2 separate regions of the Mus musculus genome follow, and region 2 is linked to region 1. A link is a contact called in public HiChIP or PLAC-seq data. All regions are on one chromosome and are shown on one strand. Each heading gives the region's core, a stretch centred on a gene start, on an enhancer-like site or on the middle of the called end of the contact. The rest is flanking DNA. Distances are from core to core; before and after follow the strand shown. Region 1 holds the start of Gm52129 (a long non-coding RNA gene). Region 2 overlaps Msra (methionine sulfoxide reductase A).

Region 1 (6,789 bases), core at 2,035-4,534:
CCACAGTCACCACCATCACTCATGTACCACCATCTGCTCCTGGGCCAATGAACTTTTTATTTCTCTGTTACTAGAGCTGCCTACACAGGGCAGCCAGAGTGGCCATCATAAATATCATCCGGACCATTTCCCTCTCTAGTGTCTGACTCTGCCATGACCTATCTAGTGTATGTCTGAGACCCAGCCATTAGCTTGGTCTCCCAGACTCCATGCAACCATCACGCTATCATCCAGTAACAGTCCCTCTCATCATGTCTACAGTGTACCGTGCAATTCCCTACCAAGGCCTGGGGCCTTTGAGTGAAGCTGTAGGATTTCTGGATACCCAAGAAGTGCAGATTTGGACAGGGGTGTCCTTGCAGGGATGACTGTCTGTGGCCTTTATCTGCTTTTGCAAGGAGATTGGAATTTTCATGTTTATTCCCTCTACCTTCAAAGAAGACCTTCACTCCTAAAATGTGGTTGCACACCAGAAAACAGAGTGCAAAAGTAATCCTTACAGCTGGAAGAATATTTGTAAAAGAAATCTCTCTTTTTTCTTTCTTCCTTCCTTCCTTCCTTCCTTCCTTCCTTCCTTCCTTCCTTTCTTTCTTTCTTTCTTTCTTTCTTTCTTTCTTTCTTTCTTTCTTTCTCTCTCTCTCTCTCTCTCTCTCTCTCTCTCTCTCTCTCTTTTCTTTCTGTCTTTCTTCTCCTTCTCCTCCTCCTCCTCCTCTTCCTCCTTCTCCTTCTCCTCCTCCTCCTCCTCCTCCTCCTCCTCCTCCTCCTTCTCCTTCTTCTTCTTCTTCTTCTTTCTTCTTCCTTCCTTCTTTCCTTTCTCCCCTCCTTCCTTTCCTCTTCTCCTCCCCTCCTCTCTCCTTCCTCTCTCTTTTCAAATTAACATTTGGATGGTTTGCAAGAATGTTCTAGTACTGCCTTAGTTAGTATGTTTGAGCTTGAGTTAATTTCTCTGGGTAACAAATTTCTCTACAGATTTGCTATTAGAATTAAATGACATTTCATATATTTCTATTTTCCTTTCTTTTATCTAATGCATGTGCATTTATATCACACATGTAGTGATCCAATATACATAAGTTGAAGCTGAGTCCTTTTAGTTTCTGAACCCCCAAAATAGCTTAAATTATGCCACCTCAACTCAGAAATCCATTATATGCAATAATTATTCCACAATGCCAGTACTACCAGAGTACAGCCGGACTGGTGACACCCCCATCCCATGAGGCACATGCAGATCCTATGTGGCTCCTTCCAGGCATCTGTAGGCTGAAAATGACTTATCTCTTTCTCTTCCCCAGCAAATTAATAAATTAATTACCTTATCAAATATTAATTATGTACTGATTAGCATCCAGACTCATACTGTAGTTGTTTTGAGCAGAGCTGTCTGAAAGAAGTTCTTGGGAAGGTTGTAACCGACCAGTCCCTGTACAGTCCCTAGTGCTCACCAGTCACACAAACCCTACCCTGAAGGGAATTTCCTAGGACCTATACTGACATTTTCTGTCCTAAGCCATCCTTTCAGGGTCTCCTATTCATCTTTGTGTCCACAGTGCCTGCAACTGTGCTTGGCTCCTAGCACATGCCCTGCGAATATTTGTTGACCTAAATTAAAGAGATGGGGAGATGAACAAGTCCGTCATATTGTCTTTTATTATGGGCTGAATATTTCTGGGATTTCTCCATTGAACCTCCTCTGCTAAAGCCTTCTCCTCCCCTAGTGTGATGGTTTTTGATCTGGGTAATTTGGGTTAGATGAGGTCATACTGATAGAGCTCCCACGGAGGGATTTTCGTCCTTAGAAGAAAAGGCAGTAGGCACCAGGGGGCTACTTTCTGTTTTTACTCCTGTGTTCAGGGAAGATGTGTAAACACAACCTAAACATCTACGAGGCAGGAGAAGGGGCCTTGCAATACAACCTGCCTTGCTATACTTTGCCCTTTACCAAAGTCCACAGTCCTGCTGTGTGCCTCCAGTCTGAGGTATTTTTCCAGAGCAGACTGAGACAGCTGTGTTGTGTGTGCTCAGCTCCGAGGAGGGAAGGGAAGAATCATAGCCTTGGATGAGAAGAGCCAGCTGGGGCCCTGGCTCTGGCTTCACCTACGTGACCTTGGATTCGTCTCTGCAGCTCCAGTTCCTCCTGTGAACTGGAGAGAAGACACACACTGAGAGTCTTCATAAATCTCAAGGGTTCTTAACATTTTTCCCTCCCATTATGCCGAATGACCTTCACACCACACAAGGGCATAGGGCAAGATCTGTTCTCCTACCTCTGTTGCTAGGAAACTGAAGCCCAGAGGGGTACATTTTCATTCCCAGAACAACCTCAATAGAAAATGTAGAGGGTTATGGTCAGTTGACTCAGAATTCCACGTGTGTTTCAGCCATGTTGCGTGGATAATAGCTGTGTAATCTATCAGGTTATGAATATTGGGATGTGATGGGGTGACTCCGGAGACTAGGCTGCTAGCAGTGGCCTTGTCACCTTTTCCACAGGCCCCAAATTCCAAACAACTTAAAAGAAAGGACTGCGTAATCTTCCCTTTGTCACGAAAATGGCAGAATCATCCCGGATTCTTTGTTCCCAGGGAAGAAGTAGGTTCCGTGTTATTATATTCTCTCTGCTGCTATGTTTAAAACCTGTAAGTACGCCAACGGATTCCTATGGAACGCTACAGCAACCATTAGGAGACTGTGGGTGTCAGTAGCTGTTTTATGGCTTGGAGATTAGACAGCTCTTCATCTTTTTACCTTTTTTTTTTTTAACGTGTGCTATTGTTTACAGCACAAAGTTATGATTTAAAATGCCCATGGAAGTTCCTGAATAATTCATGCATTTACCTTAGGCTGAGAGAACCATCCCTCTCTGTGCTCTATACTAGATATGGAATTCTTGTTAGACCCCCTCTTGGAGCTCGGAGGTTGTAATTATGGATAGTATTATGAACTCTAAATAGGAACTTGTGAAATAAATATTTTTAAAATGCCCGTTTCTGCGAGCCAGGCATCTGCATTTCTGTGTTTGCAGCCAGACAGAGGGCTAGCTCTTTAGCCTAATGGCTCACTTGCATCTTGATTATTTTCATTTCCACTTATTACTGCATGTTAGACTCCCTGTGTATGAGTACAGATTGCCCTTTCTTGCACTGTATTTAGAAATCTCTGCATTACCCCTGGGCATTTGTTCATTAATAGGGGGTGGGGAGAGGAAAGGCTTGTAATAATGGGCTTTACGCATTAAACCGGGCACATCCACATTCAGGCCCGGAGGAAAAATATCTGGTTTGTGTTACTGCCCCCTGGTGGTTGTTGACTTTCACTGCAGTGTCAAGGAAGCTAGTCTTCTGTGGGGGACTTTGGCTTGCAGGGGCAGCTTCCCAGAGCTGCACAGAACTGGGCACTGTCAGGCAATCATTCACACTTGATCATTGCTTTTCATTCAGGTGAACCACAAATGCCTGAGGATCTCAGGTGCAGGCCAGATTGTTGTTAAAATACAGCAATCTTTCTGGGCTGGGAGATGGGTCATTTTGTGTATAGACACAAAAACCCCCCTAGTAACATAGGGTGATGCTTAAATGAATGAATACAGTTTGTGGGGCCACCCCCACTCATCTTTCAAGAACATGGAAAAGTCCCAGTAGCACCCATTGTAATCCATGAGAAGATTTTTGGCTACATCCAGATGAACGATTCTTTTTCTTTTAATTGCTATGTGTTTACGTGTGTTAGGTAAGCTGCAGGGACTGTTTGAAACCCATGATCTCTGAACCTTGCCGTTTAAGTGAAGATCAGAAAATGACAGATACGCTTGCAGCTGCGTTCTGTGCTGGGCTGCGTCTTCTGTCGGTCTGTAGGCAGAAACACAGGGCAGCATGGCTGTGTCCTTGGTGAATGACCTTGGACTGTAAACCACTCTAAGCATGGGTTTCCTGATTTAAAAAAAAAAAAAAAAAAGACATAAAAACAGTGACTGCCTCTTAGGGAGTTCTGTGATCCATCCGGTGTGCTGTGTATATAACATGTCTGTCACAGCACAGGTGCTCTGTCAATTCCAGATTCTTCCTACTTGTCTCTTCACACCCCAGGACACCTCTCTCAGAGCCTGCCTCTCCACATTCCCATAATGCTTTGCTTGCAACACTCACTTCATCAGACCCATTATAAGAGTTTCTGTGCTGTTTCTGCCTCTTGGTGATGAATGAGATCTTCTTGGCTTTGCTCACCTCCCCCTCTTCCCTGTGGCATTCCTTGGCACAAAGCAGCCGCTCTGAGCACGCCGGTCCTGTGAATTAAACCCCAGTGCAACATAACTATATGTAGCATTTCCCCATCCTCCCACACATGCAATGACTGTCATGCATCTGATTAAGATAGCACCTATACCTTCACCCCCTTGTCTCCAAGTTCCCATGGTCTGAGGTTGGAGTCTCAGAGAGGAAAATAGGCCACTGATGCCTGGCATTTTCCTAGTATTCACATAATATCTTATCTTACCAATGAATATGGATTTGTCATATTAATGTATATATATATATATATATATATATATATATATATATATATATATATCAGTTCTGTATAGGAGAAATGGAAAGCAGTGGAAATTTTTTAATACAGCAGTCGGACCAGGATAGATCTATTCCAGGGACAAAGAGCCTTTGCGTTCAGACAGGTAGATTTATAAGCCTTGCCCCAGTTTAGTCTGTATAAAATGGCCTTTGGCGTGATATGATCAGAGACCCCATGGGGAGGAGGAAGGGGACATAGGGACTCTTTCATTTCAGCGGCAAGCGTATGGAGCCTGGAGCTGGGTTTGTCGTTGCCCACAGAACCCAGTGTGTTTGCCTTTCAATTTCCCCTTGATTGGTCTCTGCTCTGCATGATTCTAGGTTCCTTGGACTCACCCGAATGGAGCCTCCCGGCCAGTCCCTTAAAGACAACAGAGGGCTGCCTGCTCAAGGTTGGGCCACCGAGGCACTGTTCATTTGAGGCTTGGAGAGATAACAGCTTTCATGTCCGCCCAGAAAGCTGCGAGCCTCCAGCACCTCAGGAGCGGAGATGAAAGGCCATTTGTGTTTGTGCATGTACGTTTAGTGCACTTAAAGGACGGGGACAAGAAAGAAAATAGATTCTACTGCTCTGCACTCCCTTCCAAATGTGACTTACTCCCTCTGGTGGGGCCATTTAACTCCAAAGGCGCAGCCCCTCCCCTGGTGCCCCCCCCCCCCCAAGCTCCCCACCCCCAACACAAGCACAGCGGCCCATGTGACATCTGTTCTGGGCACCACAGAGCCATCTTCCCGTTGCCATGGCAGCTGGCGGAGCAAGCCCGCCCACTGGCTGCTAGTGGAGGAGGGAGAAAAGGCCCGCAGTGTCAGGTCCTGCGCCCTGCAGCCCTGCCAGTGAGCAGCTGGGCCGTGAGCACAGTCACCCATGGTGGCCACGAGGACCCCACTTGAGCTGTGTGCACTGCACTGGCGGGTTGGAGCTGAGGTCAAGGTCATTCATTTCTGCCTCAAGTGGGAGGCAGGCCAGTGAAGGACAAAGGTGGTTGTGCTCTGCAGAGTGGGCTGATGTCTGCTCTGGGCTGTAGTACTTTGTAAAACTGGGATTCAAAATCAGAGATGGCCCCTATTGCTCTCAGCACCATGGCTGTGAATTCAGGGGCCTGAATTCAGCTCCCAGATCCTATTGGTGGTGCAGTGCCAGGTTAGAAGAGGGCTGAGTTTTACTGCAGTAAGCTCCTGGCAAAGGGATGGTTTGCAAAGTCATCCCCCACACTCACACACTGGAGCCATCTCCAAATGTACCCAGGCAGTTGGAACCACTGCTGGCTTCAGAGCTGTGATTATCCTGTCCTGACCCTGTGACCCCAAAACCTGATCTGGAATTTGGCCACACAGTTCCTCTCTGGTCTTCCTTATGATATCACTAATGAAAACCACCACCTGGGTGTCTTATACTTGCCATTCCTAACTCAATACCTATTGTAAATGAGCCAGTGACTGAGAAAGAAGACAGTGTTGGGCTGAGCCACACAGACAAGTTAGATAAGCTCCACTCTAAGAGGGGGGCCCTCAATGGGGTTCAGCCACTTACTGCCTTGTGTAGCTTTTTGCTCTGATTCCCAAAATTGTCCCTCATGTGATAAATTACAAGGCTATGTTTAGTCTTTCATTAAATATGTAAGTTGTTTCTCTCTCTCTCTCTCTCTCTCTCTCTCTCTCTCTCTCTCTCTCTCTCTCTCTCTCTTTCTCTCTCTCTCTCTCCCCATGTTTTCTTAAAAACTGATGAATTTCTAGACAGAGCCCAGAAACTTAAAGGTATTTCTATGTTTATTGTTTTAGGCTCAAGGTATTCCCTGAGCAAAATGGGAAATAACATCTTCTCCAGACAGACAAAAAACGTCCATCCTGGCCTGTTGTGTCCTTCTTCTGGTAGAAGGCCTGAGGCAGGTCCTGGACACTGTTCACAGGTAGAGCCAAGAAAATAGGGTGCAGAGCACCCCAAACAAAGCTAGACTGAACATGCTGTGCTGTGGGTACAGATTCCACTGTTGAGATCAATCACCTATGTTTGTAAAAAATGCTCACACATCCTTTGTGACATCCACATGCCATCAGAGGGTGAGCCAATTCTCCAGCAGCCCAGGTCATGTTCAAGCAAGACCTTCCCAGTAAGACTATTATCAGACAACAAAGAAGAGCATCCAGTTCACTATGTGTTGATCTACATTCAAGCAGGTTCCTTTGGCTTCTTGAAAGTGGTTAATTTTTCTGGCATAATATC
Region 2 (6,921 bases), core at 365-2,864, 180 kb before region 1:
TTGGGACAGAAATATGGCCAGGAGAAAAGCTCACAGACTTGTCTGGAAAACTTCAGGCAATACAGGAGCCTTCTTGGATGAGGACTAAAAGAGGGAAGGCCATGTACCTTTATGCTCAGGTTTTACAGAGAGTAGGGAATAGTGACAAAGCATGGTGGGACAAAGAGGCATGAGCTGATAATAACATACAGGGGGCTCTGTAAGGAGGCTTCTCTTCCATCCAATGTCAGCAGGAAAAGAGTGAGGGAAGCTACCTCTTCAATGGAGGTCTAAAGACCTGCCCCAAGTGTGTGTGTGTGTGTGTGTGTGTGTGTGTGTGTGTGTCTGAGGCCAGAGGCCAATGCCAAGTGTCTTCTGCAGCCCATCTACATTTTACTTTTTTTTTAAGGATGGGTTTCTAACTGAAACTGGAGCTCACCAATTGTACCAGACTATGAGTTTCAGGGATGCCTCTGCCTCTGCCTCTACCTCTGCCTCTGCCTCTGCCTCTGCCTCTGCCTCTGCCTCTGCCTCTGCCTCTGCCTCTGCCTCTGCCTCTGCCTCTGCCTCTGCCTCTGCCTCTGCCTCTGCCTCTGCCTCTGCCTCTGCCTCTGCCTCTGCCTCTGCCTCTGCCTCTGCCTCTGCCTCTGCCTCTGCCTCTGCCTCTGCCTCTGCCTCTGCCTCTGCCTCTGCCTCTGCCTCTGCCTCTGCCTCTGCCTCTGCTTCTGCCTTTGCCTCTGCCTCTGCCTCTGCCTCCCAAGCCAGGCTTATAGATGCATATGTTTTTGTGTGCTTTCTATGTAAGTGTCAGAAGTTGGTACTCAGGTCCTGATGCTGGCACAGCAGGTACTTTCCCCCTCAGAATTATCAGCTTGCATCCCCCATTTGTTTTTAGTGTCCCACTGCAATTCCTCAGCAACTGATACAGGATGTCAAGTAGGGTCTTAAATGCTGTGGAGTTTTTTTGTAGGCTACTTGATGAGACTTTTTTTCTACTAGTCATCTGTGAACTCACTCATAATGCTGGCCATAACAGTTCAAACATGTTCTTTGCCAGTGTACAGACTCCTATTTATATCCTTTTGGGTATTATTTTGATTAAATTCAGGGGGAATAAAACCATTATTTTAGAATCGTACTCCTAAAAAAAGGAACAAATCCCAAACAAAATTAACAGTGTTGGGAAGAGAGAAGGTACCTTCCTAATCCCTTTCTGGTTTCTTATTTTACCTGTTTCATGGGATCTCTGCCTCCCAGGGCCAAACTTGACTCTCTCAGTTCCTGCACCCAAGGAGTTAAGCACCTTTCTACTGAAAGGATACTAGGCAAGGAAGCTCCCTTCCCATCACTTCCTTTTGTCTTCTCCTTCCACGGGAAAGGGTGCTGAGCTTAGCTTGATGGCTCACTGCATGTGCTAAGCCTGTGTGTGTGTGTCCCCATTTTATGTGGGACCCGCTGAAGAGGGAATGTGGAAGGAAAGGGGAGGCGAGCTAATGCCAGCTGAAAGCACAGCACTTGCATCTTAATTTTAAGAGCATGCAAGAAAGCCAAGCATTTTCAGCAAAGGGCCCTTCTTGGAGTAATCTGCCTGGTATGCCATCCCAGTTTGTTGTATAATTTCAGGCCTGTTGCCATGGTAACCTGCTTTGGCACTACAGTGATTGTTAATCAGGATTTGTCCATATTCCCTCTTTCATCCCGAGCCTCTGTAGCCTTATGGATTAAATCACAGTTCTCATTGACAGTGGCATAGATAAACATTATGGCCAGACATAAAATCCTGTCCACTCCCTGTCATTTCCTGTTACCAGACACGGTGAACACAAACCGAGGCCCAAATTTACACGGGAACCAGGGCTCCTCAGGGCTCCTCTGATGGCTGCCGCACAATTCAGCATGCCTGGGAGAGGACCACTGTAGTCTAAAATTGCCAATCTGACTCTGCAGATGCAACTCTAGGAGAGAAGTTTCCACGTGACCTAGAATCTCGTCTTGGGTACAAATGCCAGACATTTGAACTCTAACTCTCGGAACACCCCACTTTCCCTCTCTCTGATGAACTTTTCTGAGTTTCTGTTTGCTGCTTTTCTGTATTCCTAGAGAAGGGAGCTAAGGTTTCCCCATCATTGGTCCTGGGATGCTCTTGGTGGGACCTGCTCTTGCCGTATTAGATGAAGTTCTAGGCCTGGGAAGTTGGTGTCTATACAGTTCAGCAACTGCATCTAGCAGGGATACAGCCTTGCTATCTTTGAGAGAAGTAGCTTAGAGGAATGCAGGAAGGCCAAGCTGTGGCTACACAGTATGATAGGTGATATACAGGTCTCCAGCTAGGATGCCAAGCCAATAATTGCTTTGTTAGGTATCAAGTCCTTTCACCATGTTGGTTAATCATGTCACCTGTGAAGCTAGCCTGCCTGGGTCTCATGCCTGGCTCTACCCATTTCCCTTTGTGCTTCCTTGGCAAGTGTTGCAGCCTCTCTGGGCTTCAGCATGAGGGAAGGTAATAGCACTTCCTACCTAAGAGTCCTAGAGCCTGGTGCCTCTAAAGCGCCTCCCCAGCGACTGGCATGGTGTGAGTGTTGCATAGGCAGGAGCTTAAAAAGAAAGGAAACAGGCAGCAGCATCACATGTACACATGTTGAAAACCGTCCAGATCAGATGATAGGCATAGGAGAGAGGTTCAGAAACCAGCGTGCCCCTCCCCCTCCCCTTCCTGCTCCCTGCTCTCTCTTCTTGATCTCTGATATGTGCCCAGCCCCCAAGTATCATTCTGATTGGCTAAATTAATTCTGCAGTATCCTGCTGTGAATAATTATGTTGATCCAGTGTGTATTCTGATGCCTTTTTCCCCCCCTTTGCCTAAATTATAATGTGACAATTGCCGCTCACAGCTGGCTCATCAGAGGTGGGCAGTTTGGGAATTGGCACATCTGAACACGCTTCTCTGTTAACTCTCTGTCTTGATTGCTTAAGACAAGACATATGTAAACCCCATGATTATTGCCTTTTTTTTTTTTTTTTTTTTTGGACTTTGCAAAGACTGCCTTCAAACATAAAGCTGCTGGGTTTGTTTTGGGGGAGGGGGACATGTTGGAGTTCCCTCTCCCTCCTCCTTCCCCCTCCTCCCTGCTTTCCCTTTCAGACAATAAATAGCTGTCAGGCTTATGTCAAGGATGAAATTATAGGTGCACATGAGGCCTTGATTACATTGTTTTGGAGAGATTGCTATTAGCATACTGAAATGAAGTCTAATTTTTCACTGACAGAGCCGGAGTCAAACTCAAGAGACAGTGGCAGGCAGACAGTGTGAGCAGAGAGCAGCCCAGGGGCAGGGGCACCTGTTCTGTATCTAGACTGGCATTTCTGGATTTAGAACAATCAACAGAAATAAAATAGTTAATGGGAAGAGTATCTCCATGTTAGGGAAAACACAGGGATGAAGAATGGGATAAGGGTTTGGGTTAGGCGAGGCGTTGAGTGCGGTTTTCATGAGCTTCCTCTCACCTGAAGGCAGCTCTTTAGATGGTGGAGATAGCCTGGATTTGAACTGTAGTGTGAACTACCTGTAAGTGCATCCCTTTGCCTGTCCTGGAACGCAGACCTGGAAAAGTTGGGGTCAAGTGAGGTGTACTCATTCCAGTGGAGTAGCACCTGCTACCACTGCAGCCTTGAACTTCAGTGTTTATTCCGCCCTCACAGGTAGTGCTCTATAGGCACTGCTGCCTTTCCTTTCTCACGTGGCCCTTGCTGATCGCACTCTGTCTAGTTTTGACTGTGTACGGCACAGCAGTCTCAGGCTGTAAATGTCCAGAAGAGGAAGATGCAGTTGCTAGTTTTTGTATACACTAGTCACTCCCTCAAGCTCAGACCCCTGAGGCAATCTTTGCCATTCCTCTGAGTCTGGTCTATATGGGGAACAGCTTTGCCATTCCTATGGTACTGACACATCGAAGTCTTCAACATGGCCGTCCTCATTCAGTCAGGACTTCATCCACTCTCTTTCCTGTTCACACCAAATGTAGGGCACACACCTTCTTGGATATTGGCTTTTTATCAATTCTGAGGAGGCAAACATGGATCTGTTCACTTTCTAAGTCTTTCATTAAAAAAAAAAATTCCCTGCATGAGGTCTTCCTGGAATGTTTGAAGGAATGGTGTTTTGTAGGATGACTGGCTAATAATTGTATGTGTTATAACTGTTCTCTGCTCATGGTGTTGGAAGTTCAAAGGCCATGCACAGCCAGATGTGACTTGCACACCTGTAATCCCAGAACTTGGAGATAGAAACAGGAGGATTGGAGGTCAAATCACTACTCGGACTACATAAGACCTTACTTCCAAAACAGAAGACCATGCCCACAAATGTATATACATCTCTGTTTGCATGTGTGTGTGTAGGTAGTATTTTAATGTTTGTTATATTCTGAAAGATTAAGTAGCATTGTCTCATTACCAATAAAGGAAAAGTGGAGAATTAATCTGTAATGGCTAGAGAGTTTGTCAATGGGAAAGCTTGTCTCAAAAGAAAATTCATAGCCAGACTATGGTATTGCTTATTTGAACGTTAAGCATGTACTGTGCATAAGGTGTCATGCCATGGTCATGTCAGGTGGAAGTGAGGCCTGCAGTTAAGTAGCATGTGGTAAGGACTCAAAGAGAATACATCTGAGTGTGTGTGTGTGTGAGAGCGTGACCTGACTGGAGTGAAGGACAGTAGGATTGGGGTGTTTGCCTCTAGCAATGTGGAAACTGGGGAGTGAGGTAAGTTGAGGGAGAGGAGAACTAGTCTGGGGTTAACTGGAGGAGGACACATTGCAAGTGCACCCCAGAGTGTGGGGAGCTTGTCAAACATGGGAGCAGACTGAAGGCATCCCTGGCCAGGCACAGCCCAGGAGCACCCAGAATGAGCATGAGAGGGAGGTGCTGAGATGCTCAACACGGTGATGCCTCGGAATCACTGGAGAACTGTTAATTAAACGACTCCGGCTGGCAGTCCTTAGAGACAGAAAGTAGACTCGTGGCTGCCTGGGGCTGGGACCTGTGAGAGATGGAGTCGTTGCTTGAGAGTATGGTGTTTCTCTGGGGGTGATAAAGACATTCTAAAATGGAACATGATGTGCATGTATTGTATAGCCCTGGGAGCAGCCTAAAACCACTGGGTCGTACTGTGAATGTGAATTATATCTCAATTAAGCTATTAATTTTTTTTTTCTTTTTAAGGCTCACACTGCAGTCCTGTTAAGTCAGACTGTCTGGGGAGGCCTTGGTCTTTTGTGAAAGGTTGTCAGGTGACTGAACCAGGCTTGGATTGTCACCTAGAGCCTAGAGGCTACAGTGGTAGAAGATATAGGCAAGCAGTGTGGTTCTTAGCCTGGACATTCTTGCTAGAAGATCTGTGTTTCTCCTGGAAAGCCACTAGAAGCTTGAAGTTGCAGTGGGGAGATGATTGCCTTCTGAGAACTTCCCACCAGCCTCTCTTGTCATCTCAGGAAGGCCGAGGTTGGGTGACTGCAGGCTCGAGTTTAGTCTAGGCTGCCAAAAGAGACCCATCCTCAAACAAAACAAAACCATAACCCAGAAACTTGTTCACAGGATGTGGGAGGCCAGCAGGGCTTGTTTTGAGTTACCAGCAGAGAGACCAACTGTCCCTCAACTAGTACATGTGAGGGAAGAGCCAGCAAGAACTAGAGCTAGCTAGTGCGTGGTACAGCCTGGCAGAGGTCTGAGGGAACAGTGGGTTTTCAGGGTGCATTCCTGGAGGGATGGGGAGTCAGTGCAGGGAACTGGCATCTGTAGTTTGGCGTCTGTTGGACTTATGGGCACAACAGTCCACCCAGAAGAGGACATGTATAGTTCAGTGGAGAGGTACCAGAGTGGTTTTGACCCCAACTAGAAAAGGGGCAGGAAACAGAGACCAGGGTTGTTCAAAATGACCAGGGGGTACCCCTTTTCTCACTAACTCCCTCACTTGGCTCAGATGTCACCTACTGTCTCACCTGGCCTCCCTATTCAGAAGAAAGGAAGAGTGTCTTTTTTTTTTCCCCAAGTGAGTGACTCTGGAGTGAGTGATTGAGTGGGTTAGTGTTGCTGTGATCTAAGTCAGAGCGACATAACCTCCCCTTCTGATGGATGCTGTTGGTCACAGAGTACAAACCTGGTGTAGGAAGAGAGAGTACCAAAAGGGCACAAAGCCCAGGAGGCACAGGCATGGGGCCATCTTGGCTACGACTCTCCAGTTTCTGGCACAGTACCGCAAATAGTAAATGGTACAGAGCAATGAGCAGCACAGGGCAGGCTGTGGAAGAGAGGCCCGCCACTGCTCCTGGTCCAGGCTCACTAGTGTGCAAGGCTGTACTACCTGGAGGATCTGGGGCTTCATGTGCCAGAGAAATGAATATGACCCAGTCTCTCTGTCGCTTCTGAGAACTTACCTTGCTGACCCAGAACATGCATAGACCCCTGACCCCAAGAGCTTTCCCCAGTTATGCTGGGGCTGTTATGCAAAGTTCCAAGGGTGAGCCGTGGCTTTGGTGGGCTTGGGAGAATGAGCATGTCCCCTGTCACCAGAAGCCCTGATTTGGGTACCTGTGTCTGTGAATTTGACAGTTCCATGATGACTTCCCTAGGGGCTCTGCCATGGGCTGCTATGATGGCCACCTAGCTACCCTGGCTGACCTTGGACTTGAGCCTAGTCAGGTTGAGTGCTGATGGGCAGGACTGAGTCTCTATTTCCTTTGAGTGCTGCTCATATACCTCACAAGCTGGAAAGGGAAAGTGCTTTCAGAAAAAGGCTCCATTTTTTGAAATACTGGGATGGGGTTCATAAATAGATGAGGGGGATCCTACTTCTCTACTTCATAGCCATTTTATGCATGTGTATAATGCTTTTTTATGCTATATAGAATTACATATATACATACATATACATATATACATATACAT

The links. HiChIP or PLAC-seq counts read pairs in DNA pulled down with a chosen protein or histone mark.
Region 2: an H3K4me3 HiChIP or PLAC-seq map of the SCID.adh cell line shows a contact between it and region 1, with 10 read pairs. The contact joins two enhancer-like sites. A contact is called at or near these places in 1 of 15 datasets of contacts at CTCF or cohesin (large pre-B cells), 11 of 484 Hi-C or Micro-C datasets (CD8 T cells, the P5424 cell line, bone marrow-derived macrophages and 7 more), 6 of 115 datasets of contacts at active chromatin or transcription factors (the SCID.adh cell line, SST interneurons, T-cell acute lymphoblastic leukemia and 3 more) and 1 of 9 other capture datasets (embryonic stem cells).

The regions. Positions count from the first base shown.
Region 1 is chr14:64,198,511-64,205,299 of GRCm38.p6, reverse strand. All of the region lies in intron 5 of Msra (methionine sulfoxide reductase A), which reads left to right. Gm52129 (a long non-coding RNA gene) reads right to left here and starts at 5,947. Exons shown (of 3, transcript XR_003951176.1): 1 at 4,905-5,947; 2 at 4,146-4,282; 3 at 1-2,144. Within about 2 kb of position 3,284, at least 38 of the 459 cell types and tissues checked have an H3K27ac peak or open chromatin away from gene starts, as enhancers often do. A contact at or near this core is called in the SCID.adh cell line, SST interneurons, cerebral cortex and 1 more, where this site is marked.
Region 2 is chr14:64,373,919-64,380,839 of GRCm38.p6, reverse strand. All of the region lies in intron 1 of Msra (methionine sulfoxide reductase A), which reads left to right. Among named protein-coding and RNA genes, the nearest start is that of Gm52130, 29 kb to the left of the region's middle. Within about 2 kb of position 1,614, at least 59 of the 459 cell types and tissues checked have an H3K27ac peak or open chromatin away from gene starts, as enhancers often do. A contact at or near this core is called in the SCID.adh cell line, SST interneurons, cerebral cortex and 1 more, where this site is marked.